Regions from separate parts of the Rattus norvegicus genome. Here region 1 is linked to region 2. A link is a contact called in public Hi-C data. All regions are on one chromosome and are shown on one strand. The core of a region is the stretch at or near the end of the contact, and the rest is flanking DNA. Distances in the headings are between cores, read along the strand shown.

Region 1 (2,923 bases), core at 369-2,868, 84 kb before region 2:
CTTATAAGGTTACACCAGCGACTGGCTTGTCACAAGTGGCATTGTGTATCACATGTTATAGAATCTGTTGCAACTTTAAATTTTTTAAACATTGTAAATAAGGTTGTCATCCATCTCATGGAGGCAATTGTTAAGGCTTACTATTTGATTTGCATGGGGTACTTGTTTCCATGTAGCCATTTTTAACAGTTTCCTTTTGGATGAGCTGTGAAACATAACCCTAAAACACACTAAACCTACCTCACACTGGAAAAATCTTCCCTGCAAACTAGTTTCCTTTTTAGAATGTAGTACAATCAAAAACTGTCCAACAAAATAGGCAAGTCACATCCTAGTATATACATTAAAACAGGAAAATAAATTTTAACAATGTTGTAAATAAGCAGATAATATCAACATGTAATCAACATACTTATTTTTTAAATTCACAAAGTTTAAAAAAACCCGGTACATTTATGTCAAGTTGGCCACAGTACAGTGAAATGTAGTCCTAATGAAACTTATAGTTATTAGAAATCCTATCCTATTCATATGTATAAATTTAGATTCATAAGGATAATATAAAAGGTTTTTACAGTGAGCTAAATTTTAACTCTAAAAAAAAAATCTCCTGGGTTCGGTCCCCAGCTCTGAAAAAAAAGAACCAAAAAAAAATCTCAGTATCAACATTTCCAATGATAAATAGTCACTCCTGGCCAGTGGCTACTATTTCAACAGCTTTGGACCTACTCTAGAATTTTGCTTGCACCTCTAGGGCAGACTTTGTACCTCTAGAGGGACCTCTGTTGAGGTTTATTTTTGTTTGCTACGCCACTTGGTTAACACTTGTGCTTTTAGTATTTTAAAAGCCAATTCAAAGAGTTAGAGAAAACTGCACGTTTCTTTTGGAATGTTCACTAAACTTTACCAAAGTTTGCTTGTGAATAAAAATTCTTTGGGCAAAATCAAACAACTTTACAGAAGTAGGTAAACGTGCTGTTGATTTGGAATTAGAAAAGTAAGCCGAGGATCGGTGGCTGAATCACTTTGCCTACTGCTTTGTGTGGCTGTCTTTTAGCTTGACGACAGATTTAACTTCTGCATATTAGGGTTAGCGATTTTCACCTTCCTGACAAGCAAACTTCAGAGTTTGCACTTCTCGAGAGTATACAGAGGTCTTTCACAAAAGCAGGCGGTAGTCGCTGAACTCGCTCCGACAGACAGAGATTTAGCTAAAGCCCTTTTCTATTTTTAGCCAGACCAACTGCGGGTCAATTCAAGTTTCTGCGGGAGTGAAAAGCGCCTAAATACAAAACAGAGAAGCGGAAGGCTAGATCTTTGCCGGGTACCACTCCAAGACTACACCCCGGAGACTACGCCCACCGAAACTCCACTCGGGGAATTGTTTTTGAGGCGGCTACAGCCGGCCCCAGCAAGTCCCCGCGTACAACCCGGAGACTCCATTGCCTTCAAAGCCAGCAGCAGTGCGGCCCCGCCCAGCCCGGACCAGGGGGTGTGGCCATCAGAGAAGGGGCGTGCCCAGCCTTGGGCGCGGGGCGGGTCGAGCGCGGAGGCGGAAGTTCCCCACCGGCTTGAGAGGGACGGCGCAGGCACCGCGAGCCACTTGTCAGCGCTGGTCTGAGGCGGAGGGTGCGCCGCGCGGGTCCGGAGGTGAGTGACCGCGGGCGGCGGCGGAGCACGTCCTCCTCCGCGATGGGAGAAACGGGTGACGGGGTGCGGCGCGTGGAGGGGCGCAGGACGGGAGGAGGACGGGGTGCGCGTTTCCTCAGAGCCGCGGCTCCTCAGGTGCTCCCGGTGCGCGCGGAGGTGTGAGAAGTGCGGGGCAGGGCGGCGCGCCGCGGGTCAGCGTCCAGAGCCGGGACTCTCCGGGACCGGCGCTCGGGAGAGCCGGACGCACCAGGGGGCGCCCGCGGAGCCCGACCGCGGGGGGCGAAGGGCAGCACCTCGGCCTGGGGCGCGCCAGCCCCCTGGGAGGCTCTGGCGAGCGGAGAATGTGCGCCTGCACGGGAAAGCGGCGCTATTTTGTTTGCTGGCTCCCGGGCTACGGAGAAGCGTTTATTTTCTCCTCCGTGAAATATTTGCCGTTGTGTAACCTGTTAGGGTTACAGGTCGGTGCGTCTAGAATGAAAGGCCACTTAGATCGGTCGCGGTCGCCAGTTTTATGAAACTGGTGGACTTTTTGGGGCTTTGGCCAGATTGTGCTTCAGCGGCGTTTGACAATGAGTGGAAAAAGGAAGGGCGTATGGACTGGGCAGAACTTGGAAAGAAAATTCGTGACTGGGCTGGGCAGGTCTAGGGTGTGATCGCCGGATCCTATCCCAGGTCCGCCTTCTTGACCCGAGGACGTCTGAACCCGCCTGCTACGGAAACTGCTAGCTGGGGAACCTTATTTGGCCAACTTGGCTAGGCGTGAACCCTAGCTGGGAAACGTCTCATCCTCTTTCATCCTAAGCCTTAGCTCTTTAGTCCGCCCACCATTCTATCTCAGGAGGAGAGAAAGAATCTCTAGGTAGTCTTAATTGAAGGGCTTACCACTCACCACAGTAGGTCTGCCCCGTTACGCACACCAAAGAAGCTGACACTGAAGTGTGGGAAACCACTTTTAGCGTCCCTCACCAGCAGTAGATGGAAGGCATTATTTAGACTGCCCCTAAAAGAAAATCCAAAACTCTACAGAAATTCCAACGTTTTTTACATGTTTGAAAGCAGAATAAGCTGTTATTTCCTGCCTGCTTGGTTGGTATTTTAGCGTTTGGGCACTAATAACCACATGGGGGAGACTTGGAAAAGGCCAATGACAATTCTGCCCTTGCTTAAGGATCAGAATATTTTAAGACAAATGAATTCCAAGTGAAGCTAGCGGAAAGGGAGTTTAGGGAAGAGACTGGTGTTGCGGTTTGGCTGACTTGACTAGTACTAGAAA
Region 2 (3,057 bases), core at 143-2,642:
ATCCTTCCATCCATCCATCCATCCATCCATCCATCCATCCATCCATCCATCCATCCATCTGTCCGTCCATCCACCCACCCATCAGCTCTTTAGCTTGACTTATAACTGGTTGGTTAAAATTGACCTCAAATCTTTATCAACTGCTATCATCACTTCACAAGGAAAAGTGCAGCAAGTGATCTCAATAGAAGCAGTTACTGGGAGATAGCTTCCTGTCCTTGCTAGCTCAGAGCCACGCCCGATTTCCAGCTATGTGCAGGCACCAGGACAGGGCCCTAGATATATGGCCAGAGCAGTTGCCATGTACTTGCTCCCTCCTTTTTTGTCTGTGCATAGATATTCCATCCACATTTGTGCTCCTAGGACTGAGCAATGTGTTTTACTTACTGTAGTCAAGAAAGATGTGGAGAGGGAGTGAAAGCATTAGCACAGCACATGTGAGGAGAGAGTTTGACAAATTGAGGGTTTTTGTGTTTGATACATAACTACGTTGTGCTTTTATTTATAGGAGATATTCTCAAGTAATTTAGAAGAGGCCTGGGAAGCATGACCACAAGTGTTCAGTGCTCAGGGTGTGAGGGCAGGGAAGTACAGGGGGCTCTGTAAGAGGCATCCATTTGCACCCTTGCATGTTTGCTTTCTTTCAAGTTTGGACTTGCTTTGTTATTATAAATTGACATCTCCGTAATTACAGTGATTAATGGTGTGCCTTAGTGTTTATAGGTCCTAAGGTCAGGAGGTCTAAAGATGGCTATGCTGTGGGAAATTTAGAGCTAACTTCATAAAAGATGAACCGGATCCCACCTCCTTTCTGTGTGGCTGTTTATGAGTTAAGTGCTAAACGGGGTTGAAGGAGACACACAGCTAACCAAAAATAATGTAAATTAATTTTTATCCAAATAGTTCTGTTGCCTGATTCCTTGTTCTTAAACATTATCATGGAAGTTTCCGGGCTCCTTTTTAAAATAAAAGCTACTTGGTTTTGTAGAGCACTGTTGGAAAATGCACCATGTAAACCCATGGTTTAAATATCAGCCATTGACAGAGTTGCGTTTTACATGATTCTTTTGAATCTAATTCATGACTGAATGATGTCTAGTTTAGGATCATTGTTTTATAGTCTTCATTCTAACTAGAACATCACAGTTCTAGATTTTCATAGGTCTCTTATAGCTAAAGTCCTTTCAGCTCTTAAGCTGGAAGCCCTGAAACTGGTTATATCCGTTCAGGGGTTTCTCTTTCAGATACTGCTTTTATTAAAAAGAAAACAGGCAACTTTCAAAAGCCTGTTGTGGCCACAGGGACAGCTTTGTCCTTTGCACTCCCTGTGCTGGGGATAGCTGAGCTCAGGCAGTGCTGTCTCACCATGCAGCTTACGCTTGTCAGGGCTTCCTACTAAGAAGAGACAACAATAAGCCAATTGTTGGGCCATGGCACCAGGCCATTGCCAGGCTCTCAGCAGACTGGAAACTCACCCTGAGCAGGAGGGACTCACGGTCCCTGCTGTCCAAAGGGAGAGGCAGTATTTTATGGTTTGCTTCTTAGTCCTTATACTACAGTTCCTAAATATTCATTTGTTTAAACGTCTTAAATTTACTCCTTTCCAGGTAATCTGTGACAGTGCTAAAAGAGAAAATGCTTACTGCCTGTTAAACTTAAGGAAAATAATTATAACAAATTTAAGTTTGGCAAATAATTTTTCATATTCATATGTTAGGGCTTTCTCCACAGACAATACTGAATACATATATTCATAGATATACTTGATAAAGGAAATAGAATCTACTTCTCTAAACGTGGTTATATTATGCTTCATATAAATATCCTTGGTATTTTATTAAACAAAGTTTAAGAGAGCACTAGTGAGTCAAGAAAGATAATTTGTATAGCAAATTTTTTTTAGATTATACATTATAAAGTTTTATGATTAAATATTAAAATAATTCTTTCCCTTAATTTTATCTACTACTCCTGGAAACTTAAGTAAACATTTCAGACATTGCAAAGATCTGTTCATTCTTTAAATATTTATTTTAAATGATGTTTCCCAAGCCTTATCCTCAGCTCTGCTCTTGAGAATTATTCCTAAATAACAAGCAGCCTTTCAAATATGTGTGTATGGGAATTTATAGTATTTTAAATATTTTAAGACTTGAGATGATGGATAACTTGGGCCTTCATTTTTTTCCACATATATTTCATAATAGAAGGCTTTATTTCCATTTTTACAAGATAGTTTACTATGAAATAAACTTTGAGAAAGTTTTTCTTATTATAAAAACCACATTCATTGTATATTTAGGGAAGGGGTACTCAAAAGAGACAAAATAAGTATCATTTAAATGGAAGCTTTCCTAAAGTGTTGCTAATAATATTGGTGTATTTTAGGTACATCACTAACACTGTAAGCATTTTCTCATACAGCACCAAAATGAAAATTGTTTTGAGATGGATTTTAGGGGTAAAAAAAGAAACTTTATTTACTTGAAAGGCAAAGTAAAGCATATTAATAGAACCATTTTAACAGAACATTTCAAACCTCTGCTGAAAATTTGAACTTCAATAAATACTCAGATGTCACATGATACTAAGGATATAAGAACTATAAGAATATGTTGGCATATAAGAAAACTTTTCTGGGAATTAAATAATTGTATTGGTCATTTTGTGCTTAGTGTTTAAAACAAGGAAGCTGACTTTTATTGCACTCCGTGGTATATCAGCTGTTTCATTTGGCTTATAATTATACACTGATCTATTTTTCCACACAGTAAGATGTTTGTGTAGTGGACCCACCCTGGGATTTTGAGGACACGTTGCCAGCATTCCTAAAAGACTTATCTTACTTCTTCTGAAGCCTTGTTAAAAGGCAAATAGGGTGTGTTCTGAATTTTTTTCTGTAAGTTCAATTTTTTTCCAAATACTAAATTTATAGAGCTTTCAGTTAATAACGTATGCATATCAGCATTCATTCTGAAGCTGATAAGTTGTGGGAGAACAAAATTAACAACGATATAGTTCTATAGCTTGTGTTGCTAGCACTACTTAAATTTGAGG

Evidence for each region. Hi-C and Micro-C count contacts between places; a contact is called where the count stands out from the background.
Region 1: a Hi-C map of Schwann cells shows a contact between it and region 2, with 3 times the contacts expected there. The contact joins the promoter of Pdlim5 here to the enhancer-like site in region 2. A contact is called at or near these places in 4 of 12 Hi-C or Micro-C datasets (the Rat2 cell line, Schwann cells, liver and 1 more) and 1 of 1 datasets of contacts at active chromatin or transcription factors (oligodendrocytes).

What each region holds. Positions count from the first base shown.
Region 1 is chr2:233,792,171-233,795,093 of GRCr8, reverse strand. It overlaps Pdlim5 (PDZ and LIM domain 5), which reads left to right and starts at 1,618. Exons shown (of 13, transcript NM_053326.1): 1 at 1,618-1,650.
Region 2 is chr2:233,707,341-233,710,397 of GRCr8, reverse strand. All of the region lies in intron 3 of Pdlim5 (PDZ and LIM domain 5), which reads left to right. Among named protein-coding and RNA genes, the nearest start is that of Pdlim5, 85 kb to the left of the region's middle. Within about 2 kb of position 1,392, at least 53 of the 93 cell types and tissues checked have an H3K27ac peak or open chromatin away from gene starts, as enhancers often do. A contact at or near this core is called in Schwann cells, where this site is marked.